2 separate regions of the Pan troglodytes genome follow, and region 1 is linked to region 2. A link is a contact called in public Hi-C data. All regions are on one chromosome and are shown on one strand. Each heading gives the region's core, a stretch centred on a gene start, on an enhancer-like site or on the middle of the called end of the contact. The rest is flanking DNA. Distances are from core to core; before and after follow the strand shown.

Region 1 (6,511 bases), core at 569-3,068, 550 kb before region 2:
CCCCTGTACCGAAATTAATAAGAGAAAAAAAAAACAAGTTTATTAATATGTATATCTCATGTATACAAGGGAGATAGCCAGGGAATGAATAATTCTTGAGAGCAGATCTCAAATAGGTAGCTTTGACTTCAAGCTTAAAAACCATCCTTTGCTAAAACAGAAAGGGAAGGGTGTGGAGAAGGCCAGTTACGAGGAGACAGCCAGGAAAGCACCTGAAACCAGGGTGAGGTTTGCGATGCAGATTTAAATCCATGCCTTTTTCATTGATAAGAGTTTCTAGTGATTTAGAGTCATTCTTCTCTTCCTGTTGCAGACAGGAAGACACCCTTATGTATGGAGATCTCCTTTATAGATATAAACTTTCCTTACAAAAGGGTAACTTCTACTGTTGTTTTCAGAGATTCTCCTCTGCTGCAGTTTCTCAAAATAACCAGCTCAAAATAATCCTCATGCTAAAGAGGCATATTTGGGGGTGGCATGTTTCTGGTCTCCTAAAGTCATAGGAGAATTCAGGACATGTCCTGAATCCCATCATTTGTCTTAAGTCTTTTACTACTATTTGACATATATATGGCAAATATATATATACATGTTACCGGAAAGGCATCCAGATCCAGACCCCAATAGAGGGTTCTTGGATCCTGAGCAAGAAAGAATTTGGGGCAAGTCCACAGAGTAAAGTGAAAGCAAGTGTATTAAGAAAATAAAGAAATAAGGAAAGGCTACTCCGTAGGCAGAGCAGCCCTGACAGCTACTGGTTGCTCATTTTTATGGTTATTTCCCGATGACATGTTAAACAAGGGGTGGATTATTCATGCCTCCTCTTTTTAGACTATATAGGGTAACTGCCTGATGTTGCCATGGCATTAGTAACTGTCATGGCACTGGTGGGAGGGTAGCAGTGAGGACGACCAGGGGTCACTCTCATCACCATCTTGGTTTTGGTGGGTTTTGGCCGGCTTCTTTACTGCAACCTGTTTTATCAGCTAGGTCTTTATGACCTGTATCTTGTGCCGACCTCCTACCTCATCCTGTGACTTAGAATGCCTAACCTCCTGGGAATTCAGCCCAGTAGATCTCAGCCTTATTTTACCCACTCCTATTCAAGATGGAGTTACTCTGGTTCGAATGCTTCTAACACACACACAAGTGTATACACACACATACGTGTGTATTTGTGCTTACATATATGTGTATATGTTTGTATATACATATATCCATACCTTTTCTTGATAAAAGTTAAAAATGAGCAAAGAAGGCTAGGGTATGCAATGCATGATAAGGAAATTTTCATCAAAAATAGCTAGTGTCGACAAGCAACCACTTTAGATTTAAGATGGAACCTTCAGCTCTCTGAAAAATGCTCTGACGTGGTCCTCTTCACTCCCACACTGAAGTCAGCATGGCTTACCATACTCACTACACAAATCTCCTTTCAGGCTCCACCTGTTCCATTACCTGAGCAAACAAGAGCAAGCAGCAACCCAGGCTGCCAACTCACTCTCTGAGGTGAGTTCCAGAACCTACAGGGTGGCATTATCACATTCTTGGGCTGACAGCACTTTTGCCTCCGTGGCTCCCTCTTCATTTAAAACAAAAAAAAATTAAAAATTGTATTTGAAACAACTGTATTGGTTTAAAAATTGACATAGTCTAGATTCATTATTAGGTATTCATTAATATTCTATTTTTTCTTCTGATTTTGAAAGTAATGAAAACACTTTCATGGGTCCCTAAAAGTCTCATGGGCTCTAGGCACAGTGCCTGCTCCACCTAATGGGGAAATCGGCACTGAGAACCTGAGGCAGGAAGAAGGGACAGATCAGCAAAGCACTCTGCCACCCTCTGCAGGTCCTGGTAGAAAAGTATCAAAAGCAAAGAAATAATAAAACCCTACTGGGGCAAAGTCATCCTTACATCAGCTGGTATTTGTTAGGGAGTTGTCAGGTGCAACTTGCAAAAACATCTTGTCAAATGTCCACAGCTTTCCTGTGAGGTGACTCTCACGTCCACAGATATCCAGTGGCCCCAGAGGTTAGGTTTCATGTCTCAGTTCACCCACACCATTCATGGCAGCCCAGGAATGTGTAACCACTCAGTCTGGCTCTTCCCTGCCTGTCAAGGAGGTGAGGCCGTAGGGTGTGGGGTAGGTGGTACATCTGCTCCCTGTCACCCTCCGAGTCCTCCCTTCCACACCCACACTCTGCCTTGCACGGAAATTAAACATCAGTGACTAATAAATTTGAAGTCAAAATCTAATGTACTTTTTTTCACTCACGTCCGTGTGAAGAGACCACCAAACAGGCTTTGTGTGAGAAACAAGGCTGTTTATTTCACCTGGGTGCAGGCGGTCTGAGTCTGAAAAGAGAGTCAGCGAAGGGGAGATAAGGGTGGGGCCGTTTTATAAGATTTGGGTAGGTAAAGGAAAATTACAGTCAAAGAAGGGTTGTTCTCTGGCGGACAGGAGTGGGGGTCACAAGGTGCTCAGTGAGGGAGCTTTTTGAGCCAGGATGAGCCAGGAGAAGGAATTTCACAAGGTAATGTCATCGGTTAAGGCAAGGACCGGCCATTTTCATTTCTTTTGTGGTGGAATGTCATCAGTTAAGTCAGGAACAGGCCATTTTCACTTCTTTTGTGATTCTTCAGTTACTTCAGGCCATCTGGGCATATACGTGCAGGTCACAGGGGATGTGATGGCTTAGCTTGGGCTCAGAGGCCTGACACTTTTACAATTCCATAAATGTGCTTTCCTTTGCCTCTACAAAGATCAGAGTTTTTGTGACATTTTCCCCCTTCTGTTTTAGTTCTTTCAGGCTGTGCATTCTGTTTAGTTCATTACAAAAATATCATAAACTGGCTTGTTTATAAACAACAGAAGTTTATTTCCCACGGTTCTGGAGCTGGGAAGTCTAAGATCAGGGTGCCAGCTGATTCAGTGTCTGCTGAGAGACCGTTTCCTGGTTCGTAGATGACCGTTTTCTCACTGTGTCCTCACATGGAGGAAGTGGGGAGGGAGCTCTCTGGAGTCTCTTTTATAAGGGTGCTACTCCCATCTGTGAGGACTCCGCCCTCATCACCTAATCACCTCCCAAAGGCCCTACCTCCAAATACCATCACCTTGGGGGTTAGGATTTAAACATATGAATTTTGGGGGGACACATTTAGTCCATTGCATGTTCAAATCTGAAATATTCCTTAGTGGCATCCCTGTGTTCCTGTCCTATTAGTGTTGTGCTGCTGACCTGGGTGGCAAAGGCTAAGCCTCTGCTCCAGCTGGTCCATTTTGCAAATGCTGTACTGTGAGTATTGCATTTGCACAGTCAGGATCCCCTTTCCCCTGAAAATTCAAATGAGGCCACAGACAGCTGGCAATTTCAACTCCACCTCATTTTCCCCAGCTCTTACTCATTTCTGTGCCTGAAAGGGACTGAATGGGTGGGGGAAGGTGACAATTTGCATTTATATAGAATCCCAGCTTTAAGTTAATTAATCAAAACACTAAGCTACCCTGACAAATCCTTCAGGGAAAGCAGAAAGCTAAACCCTGCTGCACCTTGTTTGAAATAATGATTCAGGCTGCAGCAAAATCTCACAACAGGCCCCCTGAAGCTCGCGACCTACCACCTGCGGAAAATCTTTCTGCAGAAGGACTTCATTCACTTATCCCAACAAGATGATCTTCCTTTCCATTTTTCCTATCTCACCTCTGTACCCACTCCCCAGGCAAAAACACTCCATAATTAAAGAGAGAAAATATGCTCAAGAGGAACAGAGTTGTTTCCTGAAGTAAATAAGAAAAGTAAAACAATCCATGAAGGGCTGGGTTGCACGCCTGCCCTCAGGTGGGTTGAGGCAGACTGCCAGGCCCCAGGCAGTGGACACACACCAAGCAAGCATGACACTAGCAATCACACCCTTTGGGTTCCTTACGACACACTGTGGGAGGCTGTGAGGAAACCATCGAGGGAAGAACAGGCAGACCTGATGCAGAAATTCGATAAAAGATAGAATTCACCAGGACATTAACATATGCAATGAATATTGGGGTGGGCCCCAAACTGTCCCTGAAGTGATTACCTTAAGGGAATAGGATGGAGAAGGAGGTGCAGGCATTCTTCACTTTATATTCTTCTGGAGGTTTGATACGGCTGGCCCTTGAATAACATGGTTTGAATTGCACTTTTATGCAGGTTTTTTCAATAAAAGTTACACTGAGTGTGCTGCCTCTCCTGCCTCTCCTTCCACCTCCTCCACCTCTTCCACTTTTGCCACCCTTGAGACAGCAAGACCAATCCCTCCTTCTCCCCCTCCTCTTCCTCAGCCTGTTCAACGTGAAGAAAAAGATGAAGATTCAGCTTCACTTAATGAAGAGTAAATATACTTTCTCTTCCTCATGATTTTCTTAACACCATTTTCTCTTCTCTAGCTTACAGTTTATAATGCATATAACACCCTATATATGCATTAATCAACTGTTTATGTTATTAGTAAGGACTCTGGTCAGCAGTAGCCTATTAGTAGTTAAGTTTTGGGGGAGTCAAAAACGATACATGGATTTTCAACTGCATGGTGGGGGGTGCGGCGGTTAGTGCCCCAACCTCTGTGTTGTTCAAGGGTCAACTGTACTATTTCTGTTAAACAAAGAGCATGGATTGCTTTTACCACCAAAAAAAAGCATTATAAAAAATAAATTATTTTCAGCTACTGCATAAAAGAAATTAAATCACAGCCACAGGAAAACCCCAAGGGGGAAATGATAAGGGCAGAGAAGCTAGAATTAAAGGACCTAAGTTCCTTATTCAGCTTTCTGAGCCCCAGATTCTTTATGCAAAAATTTGAGGAAATTGTAATACTTGCCCACTGTGGTCACCCCAGGACGATTAAATGAGATAATAGGTGGAAAAAAGTGCAGCTTATTTTTCACTTGGTCCTTTAACTTTACACAGTAATGAAGTTTAAATGCTATGGCCCCTGTAAACCAAAAATAAAATTCTAAGCCCCCCAACAGACTGAATGGACCCCCCTGGATTCAGGGGGACCCAAAGAAAACCAGAAAAACTAGTTTAGGCTATGAGGGGAAGACAGGGGGTCAGACGTGTCTCCTTATACTCTCTCCTTTCTGGAATTCCCTTCTGGAATTCAGGCACAGTTGACCCGCGTTAACATTAAAAGAGAGATCTTATTGCTACCTTGTAGCAATAAGACATCAAATTCCAACCTGACTCTAGTATAACATCACATGACAGATAAGGAAGGAAATCAAAATATTTTACTCCAAAATATGTTTCTTTGCCATATTTTGAAATGGTCCTGCATAGCCATCTTTTATGGGGGTAAATTTGCATCTGTAAAGAATCTCTGTTAACATAGAGTCTTTCCCCTTCCAGGCCCTCCTGATCCTGAAAAGATTAAGAGTCTAGCATGTTTTAAAGGCCTAAATAAGAAACATTTGCCAACTATTGTCTCTAAGAAGTCTCAACTATGAGACTTCACCTATATAATAAGAACCTTGGTCTCCACAACCTCTTATCTTAACCCAGACACTCCTTTCTATTGATTTCAGGTCTTTAGATAATAACTTAACTCTTTCAACCAACTGCCAGTCAGAAAATCTTTGAATCCACCTATGACCTGTAAACTCTCCCCACCAAGTTGTCCTGCCTTTCCAGACCAAACCAATGCATACCACACATGTATCGATTAATGTCTTATGTCTCCCTAAAAGGTATAACACCAAGCTGAGGGAAGAGAGAGACCCTCTCATATTGTTTTATACTCGTACCTGTTTTAAGAAAAAACAACAAGGAAGTAAAACCAAAGGCAGGCAGCCCAGTGCCAGGCCCGAAACCAGGCCTAGGCCTGCCTGGCCTAAACCCACTAGTTAAAAATCAACTCATAACTTAGAATCCGATGTTATTCACAGATTCCAGACATTGTATAGAAGAACATTGTGAAACTCCCTGCCCTGTTCTGTTTCTCTCTGACCACCAGTGCATGCAGCCCCTGTCACGTACAGCCTGCTTGCTCAAATCAATCATGACCCTTTCATGTGAAATCTTTAGTGTTGTGAGCCCTTAAAAGGGACAGAAATTGTGCATTCGGGGAGCTCGGATTTTAAGGCAGTAGCTTGCTGATACTCCCAGCTGAATAAAGCCCTTCCTTCTACAACTCGCTGTCTGAGAGGTTTTGTCTGTGGCTCGTCCTGCTACAAAGCTATAGCCTGACCATGTTGGGCGCATGTTTTCAAAACCTTTGAGACTGTGCCTCAGGCTATGGTTGCTCATTTTTTGGCTCAGAGTAAACCTCTTTAAATATTTTATGGAGTTTGGCCTTTTCATTGACACTCCCAAACAAAGTTTTCCAAGGGACTTTCCTTCGGGTGTGTCTTAGGCAGTTTGAGGGCCACCAGCCCTGAGGAGCTGCCCAAGGAGACATGGTGACCTCTCAGCCAGGTGGCCAGGACAAAGCCATCAGACTCACAGACATGTCACCTAAACAGGTGTGCACACAC
Region 2 (6,157 bases), core at 2,381-4,880:
AGGCTATTTGGACTGCTATAACAGAATACTTCAGACTACATGGCTTATGAGCAACAGAAATTTATTTCTCAACAGTTCTAGAGACTGGGAAGTCCAAGATCAAGACACTGGCAGATTCCATATCTGGGGAGGGCCCACTTCCAGGTTCACAGACAACGATCTTCTCTCTGTATCTTTACATCATGGAAGGGGTCAGGGGTCTCTTTTATAAGGGCATGAATCCCATTCATTATCTTATGATCTAATCACCTCCCAAGGGCCCCAACCTCCTAAAACCTCGTCATGGGAGTTAGGATTTCTACATAGAATTTTGGGGGAACACAAGCATTCAGACAATAGCATTCTCTTCATATGGCAACATACTGTAATATTCCTCCAGACCACTTGCTCTCCTGAAAGAAAAATGCATGATTATATATAATTCTCTTACTTTCATTTTTTTCAGGCTCTACATTCTTTGGTTCTGAATCATGAGTCACATCCACTTCTCCTTTCATTAATATAGTAACATAATGGTAATTCTCCTTCTCAATGAAAGAATTCACAACTGAGGCAAAGTGAACATTTTTCAGGTGAAGAGCTGCTTCTTCCCAGGTTTCCCTTTGAGCACATTCTTCCCAGGTTTCACTGGAAAACAGAAACAAAAATTAGATTAATTCTATTTTTTTATATATACATATGTGTGTGTATATATATGTATATATATAAATGTATATACCTGTGTGTGTGTGTATATATTTTGCCATGAAATTCTTGGCTAGAAAATTCTAGTGTAAAACAAGAAGAACTGTAATTGGTTCCTGCTTTAAAACAACAAATCAGCTGGGCATGTGGCTCATGTCTGTAATCTTTTGGAAGGCGGAGGCAAGAGGACAGCTTGAGTTCAGGAGTTGGAGACCAGCTGAGGCCAACATAGTGAGACCTCATCTCTCCAAAAAAAAAAAAAAAAAATAGCCAGGCATGGTGGTGCGTGCCTATGGTCTGTGGTCCCAGCTACTCAAGAGGCTGAGGCAAGAGGATAGTTTGAGCCTGGGAAGTCAAGGCTGCAGTGAGCCATGATGGTGCCATTGCACTCCAGCCTGGACAAACAGCAAGACTTTGTCTCAAAAAATAGTAATAATAATTAATTAAAAAGATAAAAATTTAAAAACAGTAAATCAGCAACCTTGCCCTTGACATTATATCCTGTATCTAGTTATCTAAAGATGAAAAGGACTTAATATTGAATAAAAATTAACATTTAGCCATCTCAGCACTAATTTACAGCCCTGGAACCTGTGTGTAACCAGGAGGCAGTTTAGTGGATTAAGAGCAGACTTTGGAGTCAACTAGACCTGGGACTGAGCTCAAAGTTCATTACTTTCCACCTTGGACAAGTAAAAAGAGAGTATATTACTTCCTCATGGGGTCACTGTAATTGTATCAAGAAGTGCCACTATGTCTTTTCCAGCAGTCTCAGAATTTCAATTTAAGCCTCAAAACTGACAACAATAGGTAAAAAGCACTTCTAAATTCTCAAGCAAAAGGGCAAACAGATGTTATCTGAGCTCAAGCTCAAGCTAAGGAAGGCCAGACTAGACCTGCGACTTCTCCATACCCAGGCTACATAAGAAAGACAGGAGATGTTTGAGACAGAGGAAAGTTTGGAGTTTTCAGCCTAGTAGGAGCATTTCCCTTCCAGACTACAAGGGGCCAACTCTGCCCCCCAAGACAGGTGAGGAACATTCCAAGAGAATCAGTCATAAGATTGGGAGTGACTCAAGAAGGAGATACTCAGTGTGTCACTCCCCTGCTAAAGACATCCTGAACTGCAGAAACTCACAGGCCTACCCCAGTGCATCAGAGAAGGTGTGCTACAAGGGTGAAAGCTCTTGGGTAAATCTGAAATGTGTCCCTCGGAGTTTCCAGATGCAGATGAATACAGAGGCAGAGCAAGGAAAAAGAGCAGCAGTGGAAATATCATTCCCATTGCGTGTTTCCTTTGGGCCAAGCAGATGCCAAAAGAGACTGCTGGGTAATCAAATAGGAGATCCCAGAAGAAAGAAAACGTGGGGTGATGTGCTAAAAGCAAGAGCTAGGAGGTGGGCCAGCATCACAGAAAGCCCGTCACCTATGTCAGGAAAATCTCTGTGGGACTTCCCAACAACTGACAAACATACCCTGAGAAAGCACACATGTGGATATCATGCCCAGAGGACACCAATGGATGGATCAGAGCAGCATCAGTCACCTGAATGGCTTGCTCTCTCCTCCTCCTCCAACACACTGGAGAAAGAAGGAAACTCAGAGACAGCCAGGTGAGAAGAGGAGGAGGATACAGAAAAGCAGAACAATGGCTCACACCTCCTTTATGCACTGCAGGGGAGGGATTAGAAACTGGAAGTGACACTGAAGGTTTAAATTGGATTGGACTTTTAAATGCTTGGAAGTGAATCATACTGACCCAAATGTGATTTATTTTTATAACCAAGTGACAAGAAAACTATAGAATTTGCAGGAAACGTCACTGAAGAGGGAAAGAAAAAATCATGTTTGAAGGCAATGGAAGGAGAAAATAAAACCATTTCCTGTTTGTTCTCCCATCAAATTTAGCCCACTGAGTGTACCAGTTATGTAAAGATCAAATGAAAGTATACATGCAAAGAGCTTGGCATATTATCCAGCCCTTAACAAAAAGCCTATTAGAGCTCAATGTTGGCTATGGTCATTGACCTCACGGGTGGATCACCTGAGGTCAGGAGTTAGAGACCAGCCTGGCCAACATGGCGAAACCCCGTCTCTACTAAAAATACAAAAATTAGCACGGCGTGGTAGCGGGCGCCTGTAATCCCAGCTACCAGGAGGCTGAGACACAAAAATCGCTTGAACCCAGGAGGCGGAGGTTGCAGTGACTGGAGATAGCACCACTGCACTCTGGCCTGGGCTACAGAGCGAGACACAGTCTCAAATCAATCAATCGATCGATCAATCAATCAATCACATGGAAACGGTGCAATGTCTTAGCTGACAACATCGGGCTGCTGGAGGTTTACACACACCTGCTTTCCTCCTTTTGTGTGTAAGCTGTGAGAAACACACCTCACAGACGAACTCCCAACCACCACCCAGCAGGCGCGCAGCCGGAAAGACCCAGCTAGCAGAGCAAAGACCTCGCCTGACCCGGCACAGCGCCCCCTCCTGGGCGCGATCCTATGTCGCCCAGAGGTCGAGGGGAGGAACCGAGGGAACGCGCAAGAAAGGACGCAGCGTCAGCGCGGACGTTCTCACGCACGGCACACGGAAGCAAGCACTGCGTGAGTTCGTCCCTTCTGCGCACGCCCCGGTTTCCTCGCGTCCGCGGCTGCTCACCCGAACTCCAGATGACCTCCAGGGAGTTGGAAACTGCCAGCTCCAACCGAGCCTTTCCTCTTCCCCAGGAGGACGCAACGCGGATGCTTGCAGCTGGTCACCACGACTCCGACCCCGACTCCTGGCCGCCGCCCGCGCGGCTGTGCGCTGGCCGTCATAGCGCGCGGGAGGACGCGCCTGGCAGCGGCAGGAAGTGACGCGCTCACTATCCGGTCCCGCGGCCGCAGCAAATGTCTCCCCGCGAGGGCGGAGGCGCCGAAATCAAAGCGAGAGTGCGTCGGCCTCTCCAGCTGTCCGCGGTGCGTAATGCGTCGCGGAGGGCTATCAGGTTGGGCAATGCCGTGTTTCCTTCCGAAGGGCAGCGTGCATTAGAGTTTCGCTGTAACTAAAGTCGCTTACAGTTGTGCTTTGAATATTCATCACCCGTCAGCCTATCCACTCCCAGATTCCTGCAAACCATGCATTTACGTGTACAAGCCGCCTGCTCTTACCAACCTCGGCACCACTGCACATTCTCTTTTCCGTGAATGACCTCGCCCACCGTGGTGCACCCATTTGCCCTGTAGCTCAAATCAGCGTGGTACCAGGATAAGGATAGGTCGTTTAGAAACATCCCATTATAAACAACTATGCTTAAGGTATATTCATAAGTCATGGGAGGAAATAAAGGCTAATTGATAAATCATGCTGGGAAGAGTTAGTTACAAACACTGGAAAACAGACATTTTCAGATGTTTGCACACCATGCACCATGCAAAATACAAACCAGCTGAATCATAAAAACAAATGACTAGTTACTGGGAGGGTTTTCTCTCTTTTTCTCATTATTTTTACTTCTCCCAAAGTAATGTGCACATACTGGTAATTTTATTTTATTTTAATTTTCACCAAGCTAGCTAATTTTCTTTCTTTCTTTTTTTTTTGTGTGGAGGTGGGCTGTCGGTCTTTTGTCGAGGCTGATCTCCAACTCCTGTCCTCAAGCAGTCCTTCCACTTGGGCCTACCAGAGTGCTGGGATAACAGGCGTGAACCACTGCGCCTGACCTATAGCTATAATTTTAAGAAGTAAAATGGTGCAAAAACCGCAACAAGAGCAACCTGACCCTCCTACTTTCAGAAACAATCACTTTTAACTCTTTCAACTGTATTTCTGATATTTGCCTACTTATTTCTAAGTAATATGCTTACTCTCCATGTTATACTAAATGGGTATTAAGCTTTTTACAGCATCTCTCCTCACTATCAACATTCACATTCATTACAAAGGTACTTACAATATCTTCTCAAAAAATGGTAGTATATAAAAAGGATAATATATTAAACAATGAGATTAATCCCAGAAATACTAGGTTGGCTTAATATTTGAAAAGCCAATGTAATTCAGCATATTAACAGAGGGAGAAAGGAAATACATATAATCATCTCAATAGATGCAGAAAAAAATTAATAAAATCTGATACTCAGTTGTGATTTAAAAAACCCCACAAAACCTCTGAGCAAACTAGAAATAAAATGAAACTTTAACATGATATATGGCATCTACAAAGACCTACAGCTAACATCATATTTAATGACTGTTTTGAGCTGAATTGTGTCCCCTCAAAATTCCTATGTTGAAGTCCTATCCCCCAGTACCTCAGCATTTGGAGACAGGATCAAGTTAAAATGAAGCCATTAGGGTAGGCCCTATTCTAATGTTATGACTGGTGTCCTCGCAAGAAGTGGAGATTAGAACCCAGACTGTGTTCTATTGGAAGACTGTGTGATGACACAGGGAGAAGGCGGCCGTCTGCAAGCCAAGGAGAGCAGCCTCAGAAGAAACCAAGTCCGCTGACACCTTGATCTTAGAATTCTAGCCTCCAGAATTGTGAGAAAATTAATTTCTGTTATTTAAGCCACACAATCTTTGATACTTTGTTATGGCAGCCATAGCACTAGCCTAGCCTTATCTCGGTGAAAGACAAGATTTGGGAGGAGCTAGGGTATCCACTCTGAGCACGTTTAGTCATCATGTTGCTGGAGATTCTAGTTAGCACAACTCATAAAATTTAAAAATCAATAAAAGTTAGTTACATTGGAAAGGAATAAGTAACCGTCTTTTTTTTTAAACAATCCTGAGGAATTAATTAAAAAGCCATTAGAACAAATAAGTTTAGCAAGGTCGTAGGATTCAAGGTTAATATACACAATTGATTATATTTCTATATATTAGCAATGAACAATTAAGTAAATTTTTGAAACAATACCATAAAAACATAAAATACTTAGAAATATATTTAGCAAAAGATATGGAACACTTGTATACAGAAAACTATACAACTGTGAACCAAAAATAAAGTTCTAAGCACCTCCACCCCCAGCCATCTGAATGGATTCCTTCCTCTTGGCCAGAGCACTCCAAAGTTAACCTGAAAAACTGGTTGAAGCCATGACGGAGCAGGGGTCAGATATGCCTCATTATGCCACCTTTCTTTTGGAATTCAGGAAAAGCCAACTAGCATTTAACATTAACACAGACCTTAAATCTGATAAGAAACATTTACAATCTAGTCTCTCTGAAGCCTGCTACCTGGATGCTTCAGCTGCATGATAAAATTTTGGTCTCCACAACGTCTTATCTTAACCCAGACATTCCTTTCTATTGATAATAACTCTTTCAACCAATTGCCAATCAGAAAAATTTAAATCTACCTATAACCTGGAAACCCTGCCCCACTTCAAGTTGTCTCGCCTTTCTGGACCAGACCAATGGTCAATCTATATCTTAAGTGTATTTGATTGAAGTCTCATGTCTCCCTAAAATGTATAAA

The links. A called contact is a pair of places that touch in the nucleus more often than the background predicts.
Region 1: a contact with region 2 is called in a Hi-C map of stem cell-derived neural progenitor cells, with 7 times the contacts expected there. The contact joins the enhancer-like site here to the promoter of NUDT15 in region 2. A contact is called at or near these places in 1 of 7 Hi-C or Micro-C datasets (stem cell-derived neural progenitor cells) and 1 of 1 datasets of contacts at active chromatin or transcription factors (stem cell-derived excitatory neurons).

What each region holds. Positions count from the first base shown.
Region 1 is chr14:54,183,143-54,189,653 of NHGRI_mPanTro3-v2.0_pri, reverse strand. No RefSeq gene overlaps it. Among named protein-coding and RNA genes, the nearest start is that of RCBTB2, 61 kb to the right of the region's middle. Within about 2 kb of position 1,818, at least 3 of the 24 cell types and tissues checked have an H3K27ac peak or open chromatin away from gene starts, as enhancers often do. A contact at or near this core is called in stem cell-derived excitatory neurons and stem cell-derived neural progenitor cells, where this site is marked.
Region 2 is chr14:53,635,670-53,641,826 of NHGRI_mPanTro3-v2.0_pri, reverse strand. It overlaps NUDT15 (nudix hydrolase 15), which reads right to left and starts at 3,630. Exons shown (of 3, transcript XM_001151276.7): 1 at 3,349-3,630; 2 at 431-627. The coding sequence starts at 3,506. It overlaps SUCLA2 (succinate-CoA ligase ADP-forming subunit beta), which reads left to right and starts at 3,358. Exons shown (of 11, transcript XM_016925284.4): 1 at 3,358-3,647. The coding sequence starts at 3,579.